Regions from separate parts of the Triticum aestivum genome. Here region 2 is linked to region 1. The links are chromatin contacts, called in public Hi-C maps. All regions are on one chromosome and are shown on one strand. The core of a region is the stretch at or near the end of the contact, and the rest is flanking DNA. Distances in the headings are between cores, read along the strand shown.

Region 1 (4,506 bases), core at 356-2,855:
TGAAACTTGACAATTTCGAAACTCCTGAAAAAATGAAAATGTGCACATTTCTAAAATTTGCGAACAATTTTTGAAAACGGGAACATGTTTTGAACCACCCGAACATTTTTTGAAATTTGTGAACAAAAATTTGAAACTCAAAAATGAACCTGTGCACATTTTTTGAAATTTATGAACAATTTGTTTAAAATGGGAACTTGTTTTGAACCACCCGAACATTTTTTTTTGAAATTTGTGAACAAAAATTTGAAACTCAAAAATGAACCTGTGCACATTTTTTGAAATGTTTGAACAATTTGTTTAAAATGGGAACTTGTTTTGAACCACCCGAACATTTTTTTTTGAAATTTGTGAACAAAACTTTGAAACTGAACAATTTCGAAACCCCTAAAAAATGAAAACATGCAAAGCCCTCAAAAAAATGAAAACATGCACATTTTTTAAATTTTGCAAACAATTTCTTTAAAACGGGAACTTTTTTGAAAATAGAACAATATTTTAAAAAATGGAACATTTTCTGAATTTATGACCAAAATTTGAACTCACGAAAGTTTTTAAAAATTTTAAAAAAATTAGTTTTTGAAACATTTTTCAAAAATATGATAAAAGTGAAGAAAGAAAAAAGGAACTCGAAATAAGAAAGAAAACAAAAAAGGATAAAGAAAAAAGTAAATAGAAAGAAGAAAAAGAAACAGAAAAATGACAAAAAGGAAAACGGATAAAAAGAAAAACAGAAATTAAAAGGAAAACCGGTAAAAGAAAATAAACCAGTTCAGGGAAACTTCTAGAAGGTTCCCAAAACCGGACGATAGGACAGGAACTGCATACGCATAATGGGCCGGCCCATCGCGTCGCTCGGTCGCTTCGCCTGTGCGAACCGCCGACAGTTTGACGCAGCGCGCGTCAAATAGGGTCTTCCGTTAGAGATAGCGAAAGCCTCGCGTTAGGTGGAGCCCCAGATGGGCCGGCATAGCTGCACGGGAGGCCACGGTCTGTTTTTTTTTCTGTTTTCTGTTCTAGTTTTTTGCTTTATTTTTACTAGGAAAACTGCCCGTGCGTTGCACCGGAAGAAAAAAAAAACCACATACTCATGCGTTGTATTTTGATATTGACTACTGAGATCAATATCATCTGGAGACAATATATTTTATATTTCTGTGTGTGTCATGATGTGTGTATATATGGTAGTCCGACATTACCTACTACTTGTTCTTTCTATCCCTTTCAGTTTCCGCATCCTAGTAGTCAGTCAGTATGAGTTCATGATTGACATAAAGAGAGTCAAATTTAACTTTTTTTTCGAGATGAGTCAAATTCAACCTTAAAACAAAAACCCAATATATGCATAGTTCGGACAACAAAGACATGTACTAACACGTTCGCGTTATGGACTCGAAGATTTTTATCGATATGCGTGAAGGATCCAAACAAATTACTCTCAAAAAATAAGTCAAAACTATTAAAAACAGAAAAAGAACCTGTTCAACGATGTGTGCACGCTCCATGAAAAAAAACCAACAACATGCGTGTACGCTAGCTAGCAACACGCGTGTGGTCTAGAAGCCGCGTCGCTAGCTCCTCCAGCCTTGCCCCGTCGGTCGTACCTCGCAGCTCTCTTTCGCATGTTTATCCACATCCCGACCTCGTCGCTAGTTCCTCCAGCCTTGCCCCGTCGGTCGTACTCGCAGCTCTCTTTCGCATGTTTATCCACATCTCGACCTCGTCCTTTCCCTGGACCAGGGCATGGACACTCCACCGCCGCCGCTGCGCCAACCGCCGTCCGGATTCCCTCCGCCCACGACGCCGCCGGATCTCTCACCGCCGAGATCCCCCCTCCCTCCCCCGCTCCACCCCAGACCATGGCGCCGCCGGGATCCCCTCCCCCCCCCCCCCCCCCCCCCCCCCCCCCCCCGCGACGCCGCCGTATCTCTGCACCACCCGGATCCCCCTGTTCCACCACCCCGGACCCGGATCCCCCTGTTCCACCACCCCGGACCATGGAGCTCTCTCCGGCCTCTTTTCTGTATCTTGACACCGGATCTCGCTCCCCCGGCCCTCCATTGGCTCTCTCCCTCCTTTTTTTGGATTTCATGCGCCTCTATCATCTTTGATTGTTGATTCTCATCCGTCTTTGCTGGCTTGTTGGAATGGCAGTTAGAAAGCATGTCCTACCACCGTCAGCGTTGTGATCGGTAAAGAAAGTTATGTAATCCTTATAGCATCTTATGTAAGACACCTGCGCAGCAAATTAAATGCATAAGAAAAAACGATACTAATCTCAAACCAGAAAGAGATACTAAGATAACTTAATGGATTCCTGATCCCCGTGTATATGCATTTTGCTTTCTTTCAGGCTAAAAAGTTCTAGCAAACTAAAAGCATCACCAAGTAACCAAAGTCTAATCAAACATCATGCACGTCATGCTGCTATCTCCGCCTCCCCAATTAATGCCCGCCACTGTCGATGGCACATCAGACTCGCAATCCTTTCCTTCCATCCCCATCCACAGACTTCTAATTTCAAACATATAACCATGGATTTGTGTTATATTTCATAATTTTTACATTCATCGGTCCAATAATATGTTATATATGCAGATTTGTTTTTGGAACTTTTGAAAGTTCCACATTTCAGATTCTTAATCCAGTGGGTGCGCCTGAGGCTAGGTGCACAAAATCAGCTCTTGTGACTCTTGTTCTATCTATGTATGAGGTAAAAAAACTACTGAGCAGTACCTCAGGAAAACCAGAAGGTTATGCAATGTTGTACTCCCCCCCCCCCCCAACCCCCCCCCAATCCAGTGGGTGCGCCTGAGGCTAGGTGCACAAAATCAGCTCTTGTGACTCTTGTTCTATCTATGTATGAGGTAAAAAAACTACTGAGCAGTACCTCAGGAAAACCAGAAGGTTATGCAATGTTGTACTCCCCCCCCCCCCCCCCCCCCCCGGTTCCATAATTCTGGTCGTGGATATATTTTAGTGGCTGTTGCAGAGTTAAATGGGTTGTACAGAGAATTACATAGTGGAGACATAACATTCATATCAAATAGTTCAGAATTTTGAAACAGTTAGTCAGCTTAACCGAAAGACTAAAACCATTCTTTGTTGCAGTTCAGTTAACTCAAGCTATTATAGTTCACTCACCATAGGCATCCAAGCATCCAACTTATTTGCATATTGAATTGAAAATGTAATCAAAGGGGCATGGGATGGAGGTGCAAGTTAGCCCTGCCAGGCATAAAATTCTGGATCACACTCACATATCCTGGTCCAATTTTCCAAGAGGGGTCTTCTTTATCACCTAGATGTCTGGTGTTAAGAAGTTCTCTTGGAGAGTGTCCTCATTCCACCACCTACTGTCAGCAGAAAACAGTTCTCTCACCTTCCTCACCCTTGAAACTCGCAAGGACATCAAGTATTCAGTGGTCAACCCAAATATGTTTGGTCGTGCCATCTCAAATTCTCTTCACTAAGCCTATTTCAAGTGCTCTCCTCCTTTTCAGGATTGCCTCCCAAGTTATGCGAACTATTGCGCTTAAATCTCACATTAATAAAAAATCACGATTAGAAGTACAATCTGCAGCCATTTGGTCTGCTACAAAAACCAGAGCACCTTGTAACAACAAACCGGTTAACTGCTCCCCTAAAGAATGTTTTGCCACCAAATCTGCACTTCTATTTTGATCTCGCTTAACTAATTGACAATGTGTGCCACAGTAGAGCAACTTGAATCCCTGCTAGTTAAAATGAACTAATCCTCTGTACATGATTGTGACAAGAGTTGCAGAGCACATGATTTTACAGTTACCTTTCTACTTATCGCTAGATTATCACAAATCACTGCTCCATCTGTACCAGAATCCCGGTCAAAAAACCAATATAAAGTTGCCAAGCCACAGTCAGTGTATTAATCCTCTATCTTTTTTTTCATAAAACTGAGCATATATGCATATATAATACTATAGGGGACTAATTAATTATGAAAGCTGCTGAAATACCACAGAAAAGATGAAGGACGTTGCACAGGTGGTCATGATTGGGACTATGCAAGAGATTCATGTGGAAACAGTAAAACAATGATTGATGATTGGTACCTCAGCTGGCGTTCGAGTGGACGGTGTTTTGACGAAGTAGGCGAGATTGGAACCTCGGCTGGAACTCAAATCATCTCTAGAATGAACATATTCTCAGCAGATAAAACAAATTCAGTTTCCAACATGGCATCATCCCAGTTGGGATAAGTTGGTAATTGCATTGTGGACACTACAGGCTGCAGTCAGTTCATACGACCAAAATAAAACTTGCAAAATATTTAGAAAATGAACTTCTTCAACATAAAACGAAATAAGTCACTACCTAGATGGCTGTCAGGTGATATAATTAACTAATGGCTTCAACCAGTTAGGATAACTTGCTGACATCATTTTCGACACTACAGGCAGTTAGTTTGTATCACCGAACAAAACTACCACAATATGACAATTGATAAACAGACTTTTTCCACAA
Region 2 (4,459 bases), core at 313-2,812, 650 kb after region 1:
TGTGAATAAATTTTGAAACCGCACATTTTTTGAATTGTGAAAAAAAAATTGAAACTGCAAACATTTTTCAAATTGTGAACAAATTTTGAAAGATGAACAAATTTCAAATTCGTGAAAAATTGAGGATATTTTCCGAATTGTGAACAAATTTTGAAACACTAAACATTTTTCAAATGGTGAACAAATTTTGAAACATGAATAAATTGAAAATTTGTGAACAAAATTATAAAAATGCGAACATTTTTTAATCCACAAATTTTTTTAAACTGCGAACATTTTTTGAATTGTGAACAAATTTTGAAACATGAACATATTTCAAATTTGTGTACAAAATTATAAAATTATGTACATTTTTAAAATTCTGAACAAATTTTGAAACCGTAATTGTTTTTCTAATTCTGAACAACTTTTAAAACATGAAGAAAATTCAAATTTGTGAATTTTTTTATAAATTATGAACATTTTTCGAATGTACGAACAAATTTTGAAAACTGTAAACATTTTTGAATTGTGATCAAGTTTTGGAACATGAAATAATTTCGAATTCATGAACAAAATTCGAAAAATGCGAACATTTTTCGAATATATGAACAAATTTTGAAACTGTGAACATTTTTCAAATTGCAAACAAATTTTAAACATGAACAAATTTCAAATTCTTGAACAAAATTTTAAAATTGTGAACATTTTTCGAATTCCGAACAAATTTTGAAACCATATTTCTTTTATACTGTGAACAAATTTTAACACATGAATAAATTTCAAATTCATGAACAATAATTGTGAACATTTTTCGAATCAGCGAACAAATTTTGAAAACCATGAACATTTTTGAATTATGTACAAATTTTGGAACATAAACAAATTTCAAATTCGTGAACAAATTATAAAATTGTGAACATTTTTCGTTAAACTGCGACCATTTTTTGAATTGTAAACAAATTTTGAAATATGGTGCAATTCCAAAATTCGTGAACAAAATTATATAATTGTGAACATTTTTCAAATTGTTAACAAATATTAAAACCGTAATTTGTTTTTGAATTGTGAATTTTTTTTGAAACCGTGAACATTTTTTAAATTATGCACAAACTTTGGATCCGTGAATTTTTTTTGAATTGTGCTCAAATTTTAAATTAATAAAAAACAAAATAGAAAGAAAAAACAGAAAAAGGAAAAATAAAGAAACAGAATAAAGAAACAAAAGGAAAAACTAGAAAAAGGAAAATAAGGGAAAAGAAAAGAAAAAAATTAGAAAAACGGACCAAAAAAAAACCGATTCAAAGAACCATCTAGAAGTTTCCCAAAACCAGAAAAAACCAGCAGGGAACCTTAGGTTCCCAAAATAGGTGACGTTCGAACAGTTAAACGGGCCGGCCCGTTGCGTGGCTGCTCGGACGCTTGCATGTGCGAAGCGCCGGCAGTTTGACGCAACGAGCGGCAATTAGGATATTCCCTGGTAGTGCCCCTTTTTTGCCGATTAAGACACAATAGAAGCACGTCAGATGGGCCGGCCCAGCGCCGCGCCGGAGTATGCACCCGTTTGCGCAAACCGAAGAATCGGGCGCAACGGGCGCCGATAGGGTTTGGCGCCTACGGGTGCACACCCCCTGTCAGCATTGGGCCGGCCTTTTTATGCTGTATCGTGTTTTGAAAAATAAAAGGTGCAGATGTGTGTGAGAGACTAGGTTTGGAATCGGGATCTCATCGCTGCGCGGATACTGCACTATTTTTTTTTTTGACAGCAGCGCGGATACTGCACTAATCACTAGGCCACCTACTCGTTGGTGCGTATCTACTTCCGTTCTTATATTTTTCAGGAAATGCCTTCTATGTTTTTTATTTTTTCTTTTTTTGTTTTCCTGCTTTTTTTTATTTTCTTTAAATGCGTAAACTTGTTTCAAATTGATAGTTCTTTCAAAGTTGATGATTTTTTTTCAAATTCAATGGATTTCTTTTCCAAATTCAAATGATCAGTTTTTCAAATTGGGTCAACCTTTTCTAAATTCACTGATTTTTCAATTACATTTTAAAAAAAATTGATTAACGTTTTTTTAAATTTGATTTTTTTGAAATTCAATGAACTTTTTTACTGATTAATAAATGTTTTTGATAATCCTTGAACTTTTTTTCCAAAGGTAATGAACTTTTTTTCAAAATTGTGAACTTTTTTGTATCAAAATTGATGATAGCCTTTTGAGGGGTAGATGTATAATTTATTTTGTGTGAACTCTTGAAATTGACGTATAAGTTTTTTCTAGGGGTAGACGTATAAGTTTCCACGACCGAACGACGTTTTCTTTTTCAGAATTCACGATCGAATGAGTTTTATTTTAGGCAATCACGGTCGGAGGAGTGGTCGAAATCACTAATTGAGGAGTACTCCTTGCAAACATCACTCCCACCTCCTCGGGTTGTCGCAAGTGGCGCGATGCATGTGCGCCATCTAGGAGTTTTTCTTTTTTTTGTAGTTTCGTTTATTCAAAATGTTTTATCTCTTAAACCGTGCTTCCAAATTTCGAAGCGTTTTCACCGGTGGACTCCTTGCGTCGAGATCTTCAATACTAGATCCCATGTTATAGGTTTTGACGGACTTTTTTTTACGAAAAAACCCGGACAAAAAAACCGAATCGGGATCCTTTCCGAAAGAGGCACGGGCGTGCCTCTCGCGGAAGCAAAAAAATAGACAACAGGTTTTTTTCGTTTCCGAGAGGAACGGCCGTGCTTCTAGCAAAAGTACAACCGTTCATCTCGTGGAAACAAAACCGTGCCTCTCGCGGAAGGGAAAAATATAAAAGATTGTTTTCTTTTCGTTTTCGAGAGGATGCCTCTTGCGAAAGCACAACTGTGCCTCTCGCGAAAGCAAAATCGTGTCTCTCGCGGAAGGAAAAAACAGAAAGTATTTTTTTTTCATTTTCGAGAGGCACGGCCGTGCCTCTTGTGAAAGGACACCCGTGCCTCTCACGAAAGCAAAACCTTATCTCTCGTGAAAGGAAAAAACAGAAAAATGCGGGGATTTTTTCATTTCCGAGAGGCACGGCAGTGCTTCTCGCGAAAGCAAAACCTTGGCTCACGCGGAAGCAAAAGAAATGCGCTTTTTCACGCAAATTTTTTTGTGCAAAAGTTCAGGAAGATCGGTGAAAATCTAAAAAGTTAAAAAAATATAAAAAATGCTTAAAAAGCCGAAAACGCGTGCGAAAAATAAATAATTAAATAATCTGAAGGGAGCGTCCAAAGCATGACACGTGACGACGGCTGAGAGCGCGCCAAGTGACGTGCCCTTAGCCCACCCCAGAAGTGATCGTTGTGAGGCTCCTGAAGAAGCGCTCGTCAACTAGTTGCTCTTACGAGTGGTTCGCTGAGATGCGATCAAGCGAAGGTTTTCTGGGCCGGCTCACTAGACGTGTCCTTGCATTAGGGAGCTGTTCGGGCGCTTAAGGCACCAAACAGGAGCTCCCTGTTTGCTAAGCCTCGGCTCGCTCGTTCCTGGGTTTTATTCGCTCGCCGTGCTGAGCTGCTGGTTGAGAAAAATAACCAAGCCACCAGTTTTTTGTGATTTTGAATTTTTTTATAAAATATTAAAAGACCATGGCTTTAATATAAATGCTCATGGGCTTAGAAAATGTTCATGAATTTGAATATATTCATCTTGTTGAAAAAAAGTTCACAAATTTGAAAAAAGTTCGCGGGATTATGAAAAAAAAGAATTGAAAAAAATATCAATCGACTTGAAAAAAAAACATGAACTTGAAAAAAGCTCATCAATTTTGAAAAGAAAAGTTCATCAAGGAGCGGATCCAGGTATATGCCGTGGAACAAGGCTTGCTATTTGTGCCCAGAGCTGGCAAGTTACGCGATGGCGTTCCGGTGTATCAGTTTGGCAGCGTGAGTGTGTCTACGTTCCGGTGAAGCGGCTACTGTATGCACAAATTCAAAAGGAAAGTTCGAGACCATGGAACGCTGTGTCTCGTTCGCAATTGATGTAGATGAACCGGATGGCAAGACCATGCTAACAGCTGATGTAAACTCGAAGTTCAAGAGAAAGAATTGTGTGAAATTGAAGTCGTCAAATTGTGTATTTTTCTAGATTTTTTGAATAAAATAAACTTGCTAAAAAGTTTCAGGTGTCCATATGGGCATGTGGCACTGGCATCTACTTTCAGGTCATGAATATGAATTTTGGTACTTTCGACATGTCTATGTGTGAACACATTTTAATGCAATAAATAAAAAATTGAATAGTTGATGCAGAACTGTTTTGATCTATAGTAGCCATCTATTGAGCTCAATTTATTCCCTTGAGGTTTCCGTCATTTTGGTAAGTTTATCTTGAACAAAGTTTTTATTGTTTTGTTTTTTGAAAGGAGGCAAAAGACTTGCCTCATTCATTAATTAAGAGGGGAAAACGAGTTTAATGTTTGTGTTACAACACCACTACAAGAGGCCTACTTTCGCGGCA

The links. A called contact is a pair of places that touch in the nucleus more often than the background predicts.
Region 2: a Hi-C map of leaf shows a contact between it and region 1, with 4 times the contacts expected there. The contact joins two enhancer-like sites. A contact is called at or near these places in 2 of 5 Hi-C or Micro-C datasets (both in leaf).

Annotation. Positions count from the first base shown.
Region 1 is chr5B:129,015,311-129,019,816 of IWGSC CS RefSeq v2.1, forward strand. No RefSeq gene overlaps it. Among protein-coding and RNA genes, the nearest start is that of LOC123115832, 3.0 kb to the right of the region's middle. Within about 2 kb of position 1,606, at least 4 of the 8 cell types and tissues checked have an H3K27ac peak or open chromatin away from gene starts, as enhancers often do. A contact at or near this core is called in leaf, where this site is marked.
Region 2 is chr5B:129,663,164-129,667,622 of IWGSC CS RefSeq v2.1, forward strand. No RefSeq gene overlaps it. Among protein-coding and RNA genes, the nearest start is that of LOC123110783, 6.3 kb to the right of the region's middle. Within about 2 kb of position 1,563, at least 4 of the 8 cell types and tissues checked have an H3K27ac peak or open chromatin away from gene starts, as enhancers often do. A contact at or near this core is called in leaf, where this site is marked.